3 separate regions of the Ovis aries genome follow, and all the other regions are linked to region 3. A link is a contact called in public Hi-C data. All regions are on one chromosome and are shown on one strand. The core of a region is the stretch at or near the end of the contact, and the rest is flanking DNA. Distances in the headings are between cores, read along the strand shown. Region 1 overlaps RGS3 (regulator of G protein signaling 3). Region 2 has its middle 190 kb from the start of RGS3. Region 3 overlaps C2H9orf43 (chromosome 2 C9orf43 homolog).

What was found. Hi-C and Micro-C count contacts between places; a contact is called where the count stands out from the background.
Region 1: a Hi-C map of liver shows a contact between it and region 3, with 4 times the contacts expected there. The contact joins two enhancer-like sites. A contact is called at or near these places in 15 of 16 Hi-C or Micro-C datasets (blood, hypothalamus, liver and 7 more).
Region 2: a contact with region 3 is called in a Hi-C map of liver, with 8 times the contacts expected there. The contact joins two enhancer-like sites. A contact is called at or near these places in 13 of 16 Hi-C or Micro-C datasets (blood, hypothalamus, liver and 6 more).

Annotation. Positions count from the first base shown.
Region 1 is chr2:10,139,917-10,142,616 of ARS-UI_Ramb_v3.0, forward strand. It overlaps RGS3 (regulator of G protein signaling 3), which reads right to left. Exons shown (of 23, transcript XM_042242856.1): 19 at 1,777-1,841. Among named protein-coding and RNA genes, the nearest start is that of RGS3, 130 kb to the right of the region's middle. Within about 2 kb of position 1,310, at least 10 of the 54 cell types and tissues checked have an H3K27ac peak or open chromatin away from gene starts, as enhancers often do. A contact at or near this core is called in liver, where this site is marked.
Region 2 is chr2:10,079,557-10,082,256 of ARS-UI_Ramb_v3.0, forward strand. No RefSeq gene overlaps it. Among named protein-coding and RNA genes, the nearest start is that of RGS3, 190 kb to the right of the region's middle. Within about 2 kb of position 1,400, at least 15 of the 54 cell types and tissues checked have an H3K27ac peak or open chromatin away from gene starts, as enhancers often do. A contact at or near this core is called in liver, where this site is marked.
Region 3 is chr2:10,285,027-10,287,726 of ARS-UI_Ramb_v3.0, forward strand. C2H9orf43 (chromosome 2 C9orf43 homolog) reads right to left here. Exons shown (of 14, transcript XM_060408884.1): 13 at 1,871-1,989. The coding sequence ends at 1,886. Among named protein-coding and RNA genes, the nearest start is that of RGS3, 16 kb to the left of the region's middle. Within about 2 kb of position 1,390, at least 2 of the 54 cell types and tissues checked have an H3K27ac peak or open chromatin away from gene starts, as enhancers often do. A contact at or near this core is called in liver, where this site is marked.

The DNA of each region.
Region 1 (2,700 bases), core at 60-2,559, 150 kb before region 3:
TCAGTTTACTCATTTGTAAAACAGGTTAAATAAGAAAAAAGGAGAGTAAAATAAAAATTATGGTAAAGGTCACTTAAATGCGGAATCTAGAAAAATAGTACAGATGAACTTATTGGCAAGGTAGAAAGAGAGACACAGATGCAGAGAACGAACCTAAGGTTACCAAGGAGGGGGTACGAACTGGGAGATTGGGTTTGCCATATACACAGCTATGTATAAAGCAAATGACTAACGAGAACCTACTGTTCAGCACAGGGAACTCTACTCAGTGCTCTGTGGTGACCTAAATGGGGAGAAAATCTAATAAACAAAGCAACTATACTCCAATAATTTCTCTTTTCTTTAAAGTATTGTAAAGGCAGGCGGCGCAGTGGTAAAGAATCCGCCTACCACTGCAAAAGACGCAGGTTTGATCCCTGAGTCAGGAAGATCCTTTGGAGCAGGAAATGGCAACCCACTCCAGTATTCGCGCCTGGAAACTTCCATGGACAGAGGATCCTGGCAGGCTGCAGTCCATGGGGTGGCAGAGTCAGACAGAACTAAGCACGCATGCGTGAATGCAAAGGTCAAATTAGATAATACATGTCAATGCACACAGAACAGTGCCTAGCACAATAAATATGAGCTATTTATCATTGCAGATCTAAGAATCCTCGCCTAAGCATTTAAGAATGTGAGCCATGGGTCGTCAAGAGGCAGTGCCCTACTTGAAAAGAAGGCCAGAGTGGGTGAGGCAGGAGAGCTCCAGCACCCTGGATGCCTGCCCTCTGCTGCCCTCCACTGCTGCACTCCTGGGAGCGCCACCCTCAGCCATTCTGGTGCCGCCTTCACCGGATGGTTGGTACAAAGAGTCATCTTTGTGCATTTCACCTTCCCTAGAAAGTGCGTCGGTTCTGGCTGCAGAGTGAGAGAAGCCTAATGTTGCTGCGAGAAACTGGAGAGGGCAGGGAAGCTGGGGAGAGAGTTTCTAGGGAGTGGACCTGAGCCAAGGTTGCAGTCAGGGCCCCGACCCCAAGGCCGGCCTAATTGGTGTGCAACGGTGGGCTCTACAGGACCTGGAGGGGAGGGGGTTCCCTCTGAGGGCCACCATGTCCCTCACCGCCTTCTCCTCTGTCCCTGCCCACAGTCTCCATGGCCCGGGGTACAAGGAGACCATGGAGAAAACCCCTCACTCTCTGTTAATAACCGAGTACCTCTAACAAACTTCCAAATCGAAAGTATAAATTATGTGGAGGGGGTGGGGGCAGAAAGGCATGGGGCGTATGGGATCGGCTCTCTGAGCCTGCAGCACCCCCTCCTGGCAATGCCCAGGACTGCCAGCATTCAAGAGCTCAGTGGAGAAAGGGGACTCTCGTGACCAGGCTAGTCAGCCCTTTCTCGGAGGGAGTGAAGAACTCGTCATGGTCACTTGGCCACCGCTTGGCCTGGCAGCTGGACAGAGCCAGGGCAACCCAGCTGCTTGCTTTTGCTTGGTTCCCTGTGGCTTCCAGATACTAAATCAGCACCTCGCCTCACTCTGTGTGGATGGACGCTGAGGGCGGTGCTGGGTGCTCAGGACCCTGGCTGACCTCACCTTGGGGCCACAGCTAGGTCCCAAGATCCCATTTTTCATGAGTGTCTGTCTAGGGTAGGACTGGATGCAGCCCCTTCTCCCTGCCTCTGCCCCTGGCCCACTGGGCATGGAGAATAAGCCGGCAGACAGGGGAAGGAGAGGGGTGCAGGGACCGTCCCCCGCCCCCATCACTAGGGTGAGGACCATAGATCTTTCCAACGTACAGGTTTTTGCTCTTTCTCTTCCGGGAGGTGTCATCATCGTCCCCTACTGTGTCAGGCCCGCTCATCTGCAGAGAAAACACAGACACGTTGCAACCTGGGCTGTTGTCTGAGCAAAGAGAGGCTCAGGGATCTAGCAGGTCCCACCAACCAGCCCACCCCCACCTCCATGCTCCCACCCCTTGAAGAACAGCAGAGGGAGGGAGACCCCGCTACTAGGAGCAGCCTGTTCACAGAGTGTCCTCCTCGAGCACCTAGGAACGCAGCTTGCGCAGGAGCAGCCAGAAACACAGCACTCACGGAAGCAGGGCAGGACAGAGACAAAGCTTCAGTCAAGGTTCTACTGTGTGACTTAGCCAACGGCTGTCCCTCCCTGAGCCTCTAGTGCTTAACTCCAACATGGAGATGACAATGACTAACCAACTCAGGATCCTGAGGTTTTTAAAGAGACCTGGGGTGGGTCAGCAGCGTGTGGAGTGCATTATTACATACAAGAGCACCTCTCATGCCTTAAGAGCTTCCCTGGTGGCTCAGATGGTAAAGGCGTCTGCTTGCAATGCAGGAGACCCAGGTTTAATCTCTGGGTGGGGAAGATCCCCTGGAGAAGGAAATGGCAACCCACTCCAGTACTCTTGCCTGGAAAATTCCATGGATGGAGGAGCCTGGGAGGCTACAGTCCATGGGGTCGCAAAGAGTGGGACACGACTGAGCGACTTCACTTTCACTTTCTCTTGCCTGTCTCTTAAAGCTTTCCATGGCTCCCAAGTACCCTTGAGACAATGTCCAAACTCCAGGACATGGTGTACAGGGTTTACCATCTTCGGATCTGGGCAGAAAGCTCTGTATCACCATCAGCTACAACTCCGTCGGTTATCTCTCTGGCCTGACCCCTGCTCCAGCAACCTCTTCAAACTGCCCTTCAACCGA
Region 2 (2,700 bases), core at 150-2,649, 210 kb before region 3:
ACCTGGCCCTATCCTTTCCATCAGGGCCCCCAGCCCATAGGCAGTCATGCTTCTCAGCTTGTCAGACAAGCCCTGAATTTCAGAGCCATGGGCAGCTTCACACTTCCTCCCTACAAGCCTCAGCTCACCCTATTCCCTCTTGGAAATGTACATCTGAGTCCTAGTCAATTTTCTGGGCCCAGCCCCACTCTCACTTCCTTCAGGAAGCCTTCCCTGCCCCCTGTACCTGAGCTCCTCACCTCATAGCCCAGCAGGGTTGTTCTCCACCCATGGCCAGCTCATCAGGCTCCCTGAGAGCAGGGACCATCTACAGCACCCACTCCTACCCACTCTCCCCAAGTAGTGGGACAAGAGGCGACTCAATTATCTTGGATAGTTTGGAGACAGAAGACGGGCCAGGATGGGCTCTTCTGATCCTTCTTGGCTGGGTGGGAGGAGAGGGTGGCACTGGCTTTGTGGCCACCATCACTGAAGCCCTAAAGACCAAAACTCACAGTTTGTGTAGCACAGTGTTAAGAAGACGGGCTCTGCAGCCAAAGCACCTGGGTTCAAGTCCAGTTCCACCATTCAGCGGCTAAGTGACCTTGGGTCACTAAGTTATCTAGCCTCTCTGTGCTTTTTTTCCCCATCTGCAAAATAGGATAAGGTAAGGTTGTTGTGAGGATAAGCACATACCACGGAGTTAGGGCTTATGGATGATCGTGACAACTGGGCTCAAATCCAGCAGCATCTCTGTGAGCTGGGACAAGTCAGTTAACATCGAAGCCGCTACATACAAGCACAAATACATGTGTACGTGTACATAGACACATATGTGCGTGCACACATGTGCTTACACGGGTGCACACACTCATGCACACATACCCAGTGCTGTGTATTTGCTTACTCTCTTGTTCACTATTTACTATCTTCCTTCCCCATCACAGACCAAAATGCAAGCTTGGTGAGGGCAGAAAATTCATCAGTGAAGCACCAGCTCCTAGCAAGGTGAAAGTGAAAGTCGCTTAGTCACTTCCGACTCTTTGTGACCCCATGGTCAATACCGTCCATGGAATTCTCCAAGCCAGAACACTGGAGTGGGTAGCCTTTCCCTTCTCCTGGGGATTTTCCCGACCCAGGAATCGAACCCAGGTCTCCTGCATTGCAGGCGGATTCTTTACCAGCTGAGCCACAAGGGAAGCCCTAGCAAAGTGTCTGACAAATAATAGGTACTCAACAAATATTTTCCAAAGAAACGGACAGATGTGGGCTTTCTTCATTCATAAAACGGGCAATAATAACCATCATCTGTCAGAAGTGATCAAGACAAGGCAGGAAAAGCCCAGGCAGTTTGCTCTCGGGAGTGGGAGGGCCTGGGACTAACCTTAGAGGTGGACACCAGGGGGCAGCAGAGGACCAAGTCACTTAGGCTGGGCTTAACCAAGGCGGCTGGGAGAGAGGGGCCCTTCCGCAGCTCCCGGGAGGGCTGGGCTGGGCACCCTGAAACACCACCCTCCATCCCCCTGTGCCCAGGCTTCCAGAGAGGCTCTAAAAGGGCAGATTCACTCCTTTGTCAAACCTCAATGGGGTCACAGACAGATTGTCACTTTCACAGAGCTCAGAGCCTAGTGGGGAGACAGTCTCTGAATGAGTAATTAAGTAATCACTTTAATTAAAGTAATTAAAGCAAAAAAGTGTGTGCTCTAAGGCAGCGAGCGGGGTGCGTGGAACACAATGAGCCCGTGTTTCAGGCTGAGCTGTGATGGCTGAGCAAGTCAAGCAGGTGAGGAGGGAAGGAGCTGGGGAGAGCACTCCAGCAAAAGGAATAACCTGGGCAAAGGCCCTGAGGCAGGAAGAGAAAGGAAGGGACTCCTTGAGCTCACACAGTGAAAAGCAGAACCAGGGCTGGAGCCCAGGCTTTCCGGCTCCCCATCCAGGGCTCCTCCCTTGTCCCTGGTTTTCCTTCCAATAAACTTCATCTCTGATGGAGCTGCCGCAGCAGCTGTGCTGGAGGCAGAGGAATTTTGGCCCTGATACTGCCTGACCCAACTTCCTCAGTATATAAGCTGATAAGAGATTTTTAATTCTGGTGTCTAGACAAAGACAATGACCAAATGTCCTGCAGCAGATGAGGCTGATAAGAGCCTATATTTGGGGAAAAACGGGGTGGCCCTCTCTGTGGTCACGCTGTAGTGACCCTCGACCAAGGCAAAGGGACTGCTGGGGCGGCCGAGCTGAGCTTGGAGGCGTCTAACAGGGTGAGGACATTGGCTGGGAGTCAGAGATGCTTGAGAAGGTCCAGTTAAGACTGACCTTCCTCTAGATGGACATTCCAGGGAGCCTGAGCTGGGGACAGGGCAACCCAGCGTTATCAATTGGAACAGATAAGGTTGTCCTGGAAACAAAACGAAGTCTACATCCAAGAGGCTTAAAACCACAAAGATCTATTTCTCGCTCATACGGAGTCCATCCTGGGTGCAGCAAGACCTCAAGTTGGCTCAGCGTGGCCCCTACATTTCCACCTGGGCGGAGAACCCCTGGGAAAGGGGAGCGGCTGCCATTAAATACTGCCACCTAGTGGTCACAGCTGGCAAAGCCCAAGCTCAAGCAGGCAGTTCTGTGCAATGGTCCCATGTGATGTGGTCTGAGCGCAGATGTCCGGCTGCCCATCATGGGATGCGCAGTCAGAGATGCCTGGGAAACCACCGTGGAGACAGCCCT
Region 3 (2,700 bases), core at 140-2,639:
GGAGGAGGCCAGGGCTAGGGTAAGAGCAAAAGGAACGGAGGAGCATGGTGTGGATGCCACAGCTAGTAGGACTGAGTGATTAACTGAACTCAAAGGAGCCATGATAGGGAAAGGTCAGAGATGATCGCGCAGTCTAGACGAGCGCTCTGTACCTCACAGCTGTGCAGTGACTATTTGTGGACTGAATGAATGAACAATAAGTAAGTTACAGAATAAACAATTTACCAATGAATGACAGGCAGAGAAGAGGACATTATTTTTGGAGATCCTTTCCAAGACAGAGCCATCATTAGAAGTAATATAGAAGCAAGCAAAAAATTCAGATTTTTGGTTGACAACCCCCTATATTATAAAGGGAGAAATTCTTTTTCTCATCAAGAGAAATTTAGGAAACACAAAGCAATTAGAAGAGCCTCAGATCACTTTTGATGTTTCTACCTTCCCAATGCTGCCTCTCTGAGTCTCTGCTCAACTGATAATCCATCAGGATCATCAATTGCCCCCAACTTCTCCAAATCCTAGGCTTCTGTGTATGTTCCAGGATTTTCCACACTCCTGAAATGGTTCTTCCAATGACAATCTAAATGGTTCAAAAGCTTTATTTATTTACTGAATGCCCACTACATGAACTATAAGCTACGGCTATAATAAGCATGACAACAGACACAGTCCCATCGCTCCTGGAGTTTCCAGTCCCCTTGAGCGTTTCAATCAGATCACTATGTAAATGATAAAATATGGCTTTTCCTCCATTTATTCACAAAGAAGTCTCTTTGACTGTATACACACGGTCTCAGAAATAACTGGAGGCCTCCAGTCCGCAGAAGAGTATCATTTTCACAAGGTGATATCGCCACCTAGTGGTCAAAAACAACCTTACCATTTGATCCAGTAAAATTTCTAGCTGTATTTCTGAGGACTCTCCAAGTCTCTAGAATATTCCCTTTCTCTATCAAGATAAGATAGGCGTTGATTCTCTAACATATAATAAATGCTTAATATTTTTAATTAAATGTATAAACAGGAGCGCAAATGAATTTCATACCTTGGTACGTTATGGCGGTTGAAAATTTACATTTTTTCCCCCAGATTCTTCTGGATTCCAAAGAACCTCTGAACATTTCTATCTAAAAGCCAGATGCATTTCTGTGCTTAATTCAGCAAACAACCTTCAGGTGTATTTGAATAAACTGATATTTTAAGGGTCATTGCCACCATGAATGAAACCCTGACTCCAAAGGAAGCATTCTGTAATCCAAAATCAATGAAGAACAGTCTGTTACCCCAGATGTCAGGACCAACAGCAAAACAAAAGATGGTTGTACAAGGAGGAGAGCATGGGCAGAGAATGTTGGAAGATCAATGACTCTCTTTCTACACACAGATCAAACTGACCCGTGTCACTGGAAGGTATGCTCAGAAAACCAGGGTGACTCAAAGTGGCCTATCCCTAGTAGAGATCACAAAGAAAGTAGAAAAGAACAAAAGAAATCAGAATCTAGTTTCTTAGGAACTCAAAGCTCCAGGACAACAGTCTAACAGGCCAAGGCTCGGGTCCTCTTGTCTGAAGTGAAAGTTGCTCAGTCCAACTCTGCAACCCCTTGGACTATACAGTCCATGGAATTCTCCAGGCCAGGATACTGGAGTGGGTAGCCTTTCCCTTCTCCAGGGGATCTTCTCAACCCAGGGATTGAACCCAGGTCTCCCACATTGCAGGTGGATTCTTTACCAGCTGAGCCAGCAGGGAAGCCTGCTTAAATATATAAAGTGGATCTCCAACTGATCCTGGGGAGCCTCCTGGCTGTTAGGCCTTGATTCTCCTGATGCCTGCGGCCCAGATGGTAGGAAAACGGCAGTTAGCAACAGTTACCTGGCTCCTTCTCTCTCAGAACATGGAGAGGCTGAAGCAGAGGCTTCGGGAGGGCTCCTTGCCATCAGTCAGTTCTTTTTTACATGGCCTCATCCTTCCTGTCTGATTAAGATTGTCGTCTGTGCATAAAGAGAGGGAACCAGAGAGGCGTCAGAACACAGTGCAAGAACAAGAGCAAGCGCTCGGGTTCTAAGCCCAACCCCCTTCACTTGCCGGCCTTGGATGTCTGGCAAATTACCTAACCTCGCCAGCAAGGCCAGCAGGTACTATTGCGCAGGTGGTGGGTCAGCTCCCGGGGTGTTGCTCAAATGGTAATCACCGTAGATGTGTTTATCCATTGAAATAATTTTTTTAGCAAATAGTTTGTGAAGTGTCTTGAAGGGTCCCTTTCTCTAATTCACCCAAAGGTCCCCAAATGGCCTAGCATCAGCCCTGTATTCTGAGCTTCAGTTTCCTAAACCATAAAACAGAGACAATCCCCATGTGTCTATAGAGTTGGCCAGAGAACCAATCAAAACAGTGGATATGAAGCACCTTGAAAACTGTAATGTGCTCCATAGGCTATACTTCTCTATATCCATTTTGTGATTATCCAAATGAGGGATTGGCGTAACAAAGATGAAACAAGTTTTGGCCTATAATAATTTTTTTCTCTCTTTGAAAAGAGAAGCAAAGTCCAGTATTCAGATAACAATTATTTTCTCACTCAAAATACCTCACAGTTCAAAAGGCAACTTTGTACTAACCATCGGGACTTTAATGTGGGAGTTGCTTTACTACGTAAGCAAAGGAGCTGAATTTGTTTTGAAAGAGTTAGACCTTCTCTGAGT